Regions from separate parts of the Rattus norvegicus genome. Here region 2 is linked to region 1. A link is a contact called in public Hi-C data. All regions are on one chromosome and are shown on one strand. The core of a region is the stretch at or near the end of the contact, and the rest is flanking DNA. Distances in the headings are between cores, read along the strand shown. Region 1 has its middle 11 kb from the start of Uso1. Region 2 holds the start of Thap6 (THAP domain containing 6).

The links. Hi-C and Micro-C count contacts between places; a contact is called where the count stands out from the background.
Region 2: a contact with region 1 is called in a Hi-C map of Schwann cells, with 5 times the contacts expected there. The contact joins the promoter of Thap6 here to the enhancer-like site in region 1. A contact is called at or near these places in 3 of 12 Hi-C or Micro-C datasets (Schwann cells, liver and mammary epithelial cells).

What each region holds. Positions count from the first base shown.
Region 1 is chr14:16,225,615-16,229,791 of GRCr8, forward strand. It overlaps a transcript of G3bp2 not described here. Among named protein-coding and RNA genes, the nearest start is that of Uso1, 11 kb to the left of the region's middle. Within about 2 kb of position 2,522, at least 51 of the 93 cell types and tissues checked have an H3K27ac peak or open chromatin away from gene starts, as enhancers often do. A contact at or near this core is called in Schwann cells and liver, where this site is marked.
Region 2 is chr14:16,395,641-16,399,360 of GRCr8, forward strand. Thap6 (THAP domain containing 6) reads right to left here and starts at 2,095. Exons shown (of 5, transcript NM_001107209.2): 1 at 2,030-2,095; 2 at 1,218-1,318. The coding sequence starts at 1,297. Rchy1 (ring finger and CHY zinc finger domain containing 1) reads left to right here and starts at 1,893. Exons shown (of 9, transcript NM_001007618.1): 1 at 1,893-2,374. The coding sequence starts at 2,285.

The DNA of each region.
Region 1 (4,177 bases), core at 1,272-3,771:
CCCTTGCCCTCTCCCTCTCCCTAGGGCTGGCTGAGGCTGATCAGTCAGGTCCTAAGCAGTTAAGGCTCGGGATTAACATGTTTATTGTCTCATTCCACAGCTAGGCCAAGCCTTTGAAGTTCTCATTGGCTGATGCCAAGATTCCATGAAAGTATAAGGTGACTTATTATAGAGTCACAGCCCCTTCTCCAGCAAGCCCAGGTTACAGGGCAAGTTGCAGCTGTCTGTCTCTATTTGCTGGTGGCCCATGGAGTAGGTGGCAGGCTGACTATCAAGGCTGCCCCGTCTCTTGAGAACAGAATGTAGTCTGTCAAATTAGCCTGAGCTTCTAGGACTAGAAGCTTCCAAAGCTAGCCAGCCTGCACCTTCAAAGTCCCGCCCCTCCCTTTCCAGGTTTGTTTGTTTGTTTGTTTTATTTTAGTCACCACCTCCACTCCAACTCCTCCCCGAGTGTGTGTGTGTGTGTGTGTGTGTGTGTGTGTGTGTGTGTGTGTGTGTATAAACTGGTGGGACCTAGACCAACTGTTGTGAACATGCTAAACATGCTATTTCCCATTCAGCACATTCCCAGTCCCCCAATTCCAGTTCTTTAATGGAGTTGATGATGGTATGCCAATGCTGCACTCCCCAGCCTCCCCCCCACCCCCTCCCCTGCTGCCAGAAAACCAGAAAGGGCTCAGCAGAATAACTTGCAGGTGGAGACTCCAGGACTGTCACAGACAGACAAGTACATTGAAGAAGAGAGTTGGGTGTAGACTTTATTCCCTGGCAGCTACTCAGAAGGCCCTGGACAGTGGTGTGAAGAGGTGGGAAAGTAAGAAGAGTAGACAGACACACTGAGAGACAGAGGCTGCATTAGCATACTGGTAGCATCCATCCCGTCGTCGCTGTGCAAATCCTTCAGCAGAGCACACTGTTACCTAATCTGAGGAATTTTGTATCACACAGTATTTCTACCAGAAAGGAAATAACTGGAGGCAGATGTGGCGGTTTGAATAAGAACGGCGCCCGTAGTCTCATATTTGAAGGCTTAGTCACGAAAGAGTGGCACTGGATGAAGGGACTAGAAGGAGCAGGAGGTGTGGCCTTGTTAAGTGGGTGTGGCCTTGTTAGAAGAAGTGTGTCACTGAGGGTAGGCTTTGAGGTTTCAAAAGCCCACACCAGGCCTGGGGTTTCCTCCTGTGGATCAGGAAGTAGCTCCCAGCTACCGTTCTAGTGCGTGCCTCGTGCCACCATTCCTTTCCATGATGGCGACTGAACCTCCGAACTGTAAGCCAGCCCCAATTAAACGTTTTGTTTTCTAAGAGTTGACTTGGCCATGGCGTCTCTTCACAACAATAGAACACTGACTAAGCCAAGAGATAAAGAGGTAGAAAAGCCCCAACTTGCCTTCCTCTCCTTCTCTCTACCTACTAAACGTGTCTCTCCAAAACAGAGCCACGAGGTCTGTGAGACCCAAAGTGACCCAGAGCCAAGCCCCAGAAAATCTACCAAGTATTTGTCTCTACCATAAAATACCTGAGATGCAGGCTGCCCAGACCAAAGGGGAGAACTGTCCCTTTAGCCCAACATGAGCATGGTGGCACTGACACACATACACCTTACATGTACAGCTAAGAAACAAATAGCCGGTGTGAGACCACACACCCTCAATCCCAGGGCTCCGAGGGCAGGGGCATGAGGATCAGTTTGTTGTGGGCCAGCCAGACCTGAGTAAGGTCCCATCTCAAACAACAAAACCTCTGAGGTCTCCTTAGGATATGGGAACCACTCTCCTTCCTGAAAGGCTGCTAACTAGGTCTGGGCCTAAAATCTGGGCCAGAGCAAAATGATGGTTTCAGCATTAATTTGATGGTACGGTCGAAGTCAGGAACTTAAAGAAACGTTCAGGATCCACACCATTTTAATCAAAGCCAAGCAGTGACACATTGATGAACACATTTCATCTGAGCCTGTATTAGCCCTTAACCACTGAGTCATCGCCCACAGCCCCTGGCTAAGCATCATGGGGTTGGGGGATTGGGGAAACAAAGTCATTTTCTCAAGACCACAGTTTCAAAGCGGCGGGATTGCAATGAAAACTGAACTCTGTCCAGATTTAAAAAGAAAATGTGCCTAGAGGCCTGGCCTCAGTGTGTGAGGCAGCAATAGGGAATCCAAGCAGTCTCAGATGGGAACATGGTGAGGACCCGCAGGAGGGCCTGAGGCACAGATAGATCTGGGCCGCACTCAGTGCCTTCCTGCAGCTTCCCTTCCGCAGGCTAGAGCTCTGAGAAGCTCAGCCCATGCTCGCTCGGCCCTGGCTGGAGCTCCCTCACACAGCAGTTTGGGTTTTCTTTTGGCAGCTGGGAAGAAGGGTCCTTCCTATGCGGCAGCCTTGCCCTCCACCTCCGGGTGAACCATTTGGCTCTTAGAACTCGTTACATGGTATCCTTACCCTCCCCCGAGGTGGAGGTAGACAGTCGGAGAAGCTGACTGGAACAGGGTCAGAGGGCTTCTAGGCGGGACTGGGAGGGGAGAAAGTGCCGGGTGTGAGATCCAAGAAACGAGTGAAATTGCTGACTCACTTCTGCAGCCTTATTAAGCATCACCCACATAAACACAGTGACCCCCCCCCCCGCCCACGCTTAAAAATAGCTCACTGTACCAGCACACAAAAAGACAGATGTGCTTGGTTTCTTGAATTATTGATTCAGCCAACACTGAACTGGCGCTCTTGTGCAATCCCCCCCCCTCTCTCTTTCTCTCTCTCTCTCTCTTTCTCTCTCTCTCTCTCTCTCTCTCTCTCTCTCTCTCTCTCTCGCGCGCGCCGCAACCACCAACAAGAAGCCCTGCAAGTCTCTTTCATGTACTTACTTGAGTCAACTAGGAAGTTTTTCTCTTTCATGTAGTGCTTACTTGAGTCAACTAGGAAGTGTTTTTCCTGTTACACAGGGTGAGGCCTGCCTTTGGCATGGAATAAAGCAGAAAAGGTACATTTTCTTTGCAAATCTAGATGGTTTCTCTTAAAATCCTGCCGCATTAGAACTGGTCTTGAGAAAACCATCCCTCCCCACCCCCACCCGCCATGATGCTTAGCCAGGGACTCCGAAGGTGGCCCAAAGGTTAAGTGAGCTTGCTGCTTCTCTTGCAGAGAACCCAGGCTCAGTTCCCAGCATGCACACAGAAGGTCACAACTCCAGTTCTGGGGATCTGACACGTGATCTTACAACCACCTTAGGGGCAGCCTATCCATGGTTTGAAAACATACATGTAGGCCAATCACTCATGCAAATAAAATACAAGTAAGTAAATCTTTTTCTTGTTTTTAATTAAAAAGATAGAAACCAGGGGCTGGAGGGATGGCTCAGTGGTTAAGAGCACTGACTTCTCTTCCAGACGTCCTAAGTTCAAATCCCAGCAACCACATGGTGGCTCACAACCATCTGTAATGAGATCTGATGCCCTCTTCTGGTGTGTCTGAAGACAGCTACAGTGTACTTATATATAATAAAGAAATAAATCTTTAAAAAAAGATAGAAACCAGGGCCTACACATGCTGACAGTCATAACCACTGAGCTACACCTGTAGGACAGATTACTTAACTTTGCTACATCTTTTGTGTGTATTGTAACAGAACAGGGAAGAGTGTCTCAGATAAGATACCTGGAAGTAGGCAGGGTGACTCCCTAGGGTATCCTGTGGGCTCCAAGTTTTGTCTGCCTGGCAGGACGCCCGCCTGGCTCGCTTTGCGACTCTTGCCGGCTCTTCTCTCTCCTGCATTGCAACCTTATTCTGGGCAGGAGAAAGGATAAGGATGAGGACCCCAGAGAGCCTACCCACGGAGCCCCCCCATTCTTTCACCCTTTTAACCTTTTATTAATGAGCTAATTTCAGAACCAGAGAGAGGCTGCAAAAGCTATATAAAGAATTCCTCAATGCCCTTCACCCAGATCCTTCCAACAGAAGCATTCCTAGTTGCTTCACTCTCTGCAAATGCATACATCTCCCCAACCATCCCTGAGGAATGATTGGCACGCCCTCAAGGACTTCATCATCCGCGTCATAAAGATGAAACTGTTTTCTTAAAGAACACAGCGCTGTGTTGATTAAAACCAAGAAATTATATATGATGCCTTGCTGTTCTCTCTCTCTCTCTCTCTCTCTCTCTCTCTCTCTCTCTCTCTTTAAATAAGG
Region 2 (3,720 bases), core at 845-3,344, 170 kb after region 1:
TTCCTGGTTATATAACAAATTTAAAAAGTTACATGTCTATGTATCTGTGCGCGCGTGTGTATGTGCATTTGTGTATATGTGCGTGTAGACATGCACATAAGCATTCCGCAGCATAGGTAGTATAGATTAAGGGCAGTTTGTGGGAATTCACTCTCCTTCCATCATGTGATTCCTAGTTACTGAACTTAGGTCATTAGTCTTTGTGACAACTGCCTTTACCAGCTAAGACATTCTGTTGGCCTTATAGCTCAGTTTCAATATCCAGACTTTTCTGCCAACCATTCTTTATACACATGGCCTTTAAATTTTTATCATATCTTATGAATGTTTCAATGGCCATTTAGCATATTTTATCAAGATTTGCAATAAAAGGTTTTTCTTTATCTACAGAAGACCTCTGGCCTTTCCCTTTCTGAGGTGATATCCAGAATTTGTCCTCAATGACTAGGAGGGCCTCTTGTGCTTTTGCTTCTCTGTCAAACCTGAAAATTACTTGTACAGCAACTCATGTATAGCAGGTCTATAAATGCTTTGTGAACGCATGCAGAGAACAGCTCCAGAGTCTAGAGTTCTGGAGCTACTATTCTGACAGATGGGAGGCAGTAATCAGATTTCTCAAACTTTCCAAGCTGGTTCAATATTGTTTTGGGATACAGTAGCACATACACACCTTTTATTTCCATGCCTAGTTAAAGTAACTAGATCTTTCCCTTTTCAGCTTCACAAAAATCCTAAGTATATTTATTAAACCCTATTAGATCCTTCCTATGGATATCACAGGAATGGTCTAACGCTAAATTAGAATTCTCAAACTCTATCCGCAATGCAGTTAAATAATCCTTGGTCTGAATTTGTAGTATATAGTGAACAGCTTTGCCTCATCTATTTCTAAATAGAAGGTATGGATATTTAAACAAAGAACCATCATTTAGATTGTAAATACATATAAACAATAGTGAACTTAATAGAGTTAGAATACAAACATTAGCAAAGGTGACTCTGACAATTTGTGCGTGGTGGTATTTGATTTTTGGTGGTGGTGTTATCTCGTCTTTCATTCCTTGGCACTTAAAACTTGCACATTACAAAGGAACCACTGTCAATTTTAACGAGGTTATTTTAAAGGAACTTGGGAACAAAAACTTGTAACTGCAGACTCGGGTAGAGTAATTTTTAGTAAAAGTTAAAAGTATTCTGCTGAGTACAGCAAGTCTTACACATGAAATGTCAGTCCTTTTAACTTGGAATTTGGCAAACAGCGAGAAGCACATCCAATGGCCGAGCAACATTTCACCATGATTTTAGCAACATAACAAAACTGTAAGAGAATTAAAATGCGTTAGTAACTTTAGGGCTAAGCCAAAGGCATCTCCTCCTAGACAATCGCCTCCCCTCGCCCCCATCCCAACGTCTGGTTTTGCTGATAAAATGTTCTTGGTATTTTTATAAAAGTCTTGGTATTTTGTAAGAGCTGACATCTAGTTATGCACCTTGAGGTCTGAGATTCCAACTTTGTGGGCTTATTTTTCTCATGTTCTTACGGGGTCAGATTTTCTCTCCCACAGGTCTGTGCCCACTAACGCCTGCTGATGTACTGTTTGCCACTAAACTTTCAGCCTGAGCGTCCCCTTCCCCGGGGACACCGCACACGATTGTCCTTCCAGTGTCGCTCCAAGTTGTGATCTCATTTAATGCAGTGGTGTTCTCCCCCTACCCATCTGTGTGCCTGCTTTTTTTCACTTTTCATTCCCATATCTTGGATGGTGACAGGTACCTCTTTTAAAGGAGGCGGAGGGAAAGTAGAACCGACCAACCGCGGGCTCTAGGAGCTGCGCGCGCCGCCGCCGAGCTCCGCCCCTTTTGGAGGCGGCCGCGGGCCGAGCAGAGGGAGGGCCGCTCCTCACAGGCGCTGGCGGCCCAGGGCGGCCTACAGCAGCGCCCGCCCGGCGTCGCAGTGGTCCCCTTCGCCCCGCAATCTGGGCTGGCAGCAATGGGGGGGGGGAAGAAGAGCCAACCTAAGAGTTATTACCGTTAGCAGCGACGACAGCGACTAACGTCGACGACGGAATAAGCGTCTCACTTGGCTTTCGCCCCTTCCTCCAGGAACCGGACATCCGGCTGCTCCAGATCACGTGATCATCCGCCATATTGACTGTAGTGGCCTCTGCTCCGAGGAGGAGGGGTATCAGACCGGCTCTGCTTCTTTAAGGCGTGGCTTCCAAGCTGGGGGAAGGTTCTGTGGATTGTGTGGAGGGAGGTGGAGGAGGAGGAGGAGGAGGAGGAGATGGCGGCGACGGCGCAGGAAGATGGCGTCCGCAGCCCGGCTCCAGGGCCGCGGGGTTGCGAGCACTATGACAGAGCCTGTCTCCTCAAGGTGATGACTTTAAAGGGCACTTACTGATGAGCTGCGGCCCGGGCAGGTTGGGCTAGGAACTTAGTCGTGGGCATAAATTTTAGACTGCTCTGCTTGTCAGGACACCTTCCATCTGGAATTGGGTTCCCCTTGCAGGAAACGTTTTTTGGCAAGGCGTGCATGAGTTCTGTACTCGATCTCAGCTTTTGTACTTTGCAAGCAAAGTTCTTGTTTGTAAAGATCTGGCCCTTGCGTAAAGTCACTTCCCTGGTGGGTTTACTCCTCACTTGCGGTTGACAGTAGAATGAGGACGTGAAAGGCCTGTCCTAAGCAGTTCTGTCAAGTGTGTATGATGCAGCAAGGGGAAAATCAGAATATAATTTCAGGATGTATAGTAAGTTTATAGTATAGCTTGTCAGCTTCATTTTGCTGTCTAGGAATATGCCTAGACCTGTCCAGAAAAAAATATATGTGTGAAATGAGAGTTGTGTAATTGCCATTAAGTTGGGTATCGGAGAAGTGCCTAGTGCATATATGCTATCATCTTTCTTGGCTTGAGACGTTCTAGTCATCTAGAGTTTTTAAAAATGACCCTCACACAGTTAAGACTTATCTGATTTTTTTTTTTTTTAAAAGAAATAGTGTTAATATTTTGTGTTGAGAAAGTCTGAGATTTGAGCTGAGGTTATAACTCAGCCTTAGACTCGAGTTTAAAATGCCGAAGGCTTGGCTTCAGTCTCTAGAAGTTTCCTCCCATTGAGAAGAAACTTTGACTGTTGGAATCTTACAGCTTTCCCCTCATACTTTAGATATGTCCTTAACTTGCTCTGTAATTTTGAGCAAGTTACATTTTAAAGGGCTTGTTTATAAAACACACAATTTTAGAAGGAAGTCTTAGTGGTAAAGGCCTGTACTTCCAGAAGACGCACACGTCCAGCTATTTTTGAAGCTGAGGCAGAAGGAATACCAGCCTGGAGGTGCTATTGCCAATGAGAAAAAAATGGAGCTGGGGCTGGGGGTGTATATGGGTCATTGCTAGAGTACTGGGCTCACCGGAATGAGCCGCCAGATCCAGTCTTCTGTGCCAAAGGTGAACGTCTTTCTTTATAAACAGTGCGATGATTGCAGACTAGAGTGTTGAGGAGGTGTGACCCCAGAAATGACCAGTAGGAAATTAACTGTTACTCACAGTGGTCATCAACATTTTCTTTTTTAACCCTAACAGTCAGCCCTGCTGGTCACTGAGCTTAAAAGTTAGGATTAAGTGATAGGCTTAGATCTGTAAGACAGCTTAAACCTTTTTCTGCAGGCCACGGCTTGGTGAGATTCATTGCATTGGATGAAGTTTTTTCAAACTGGTCAGTTGT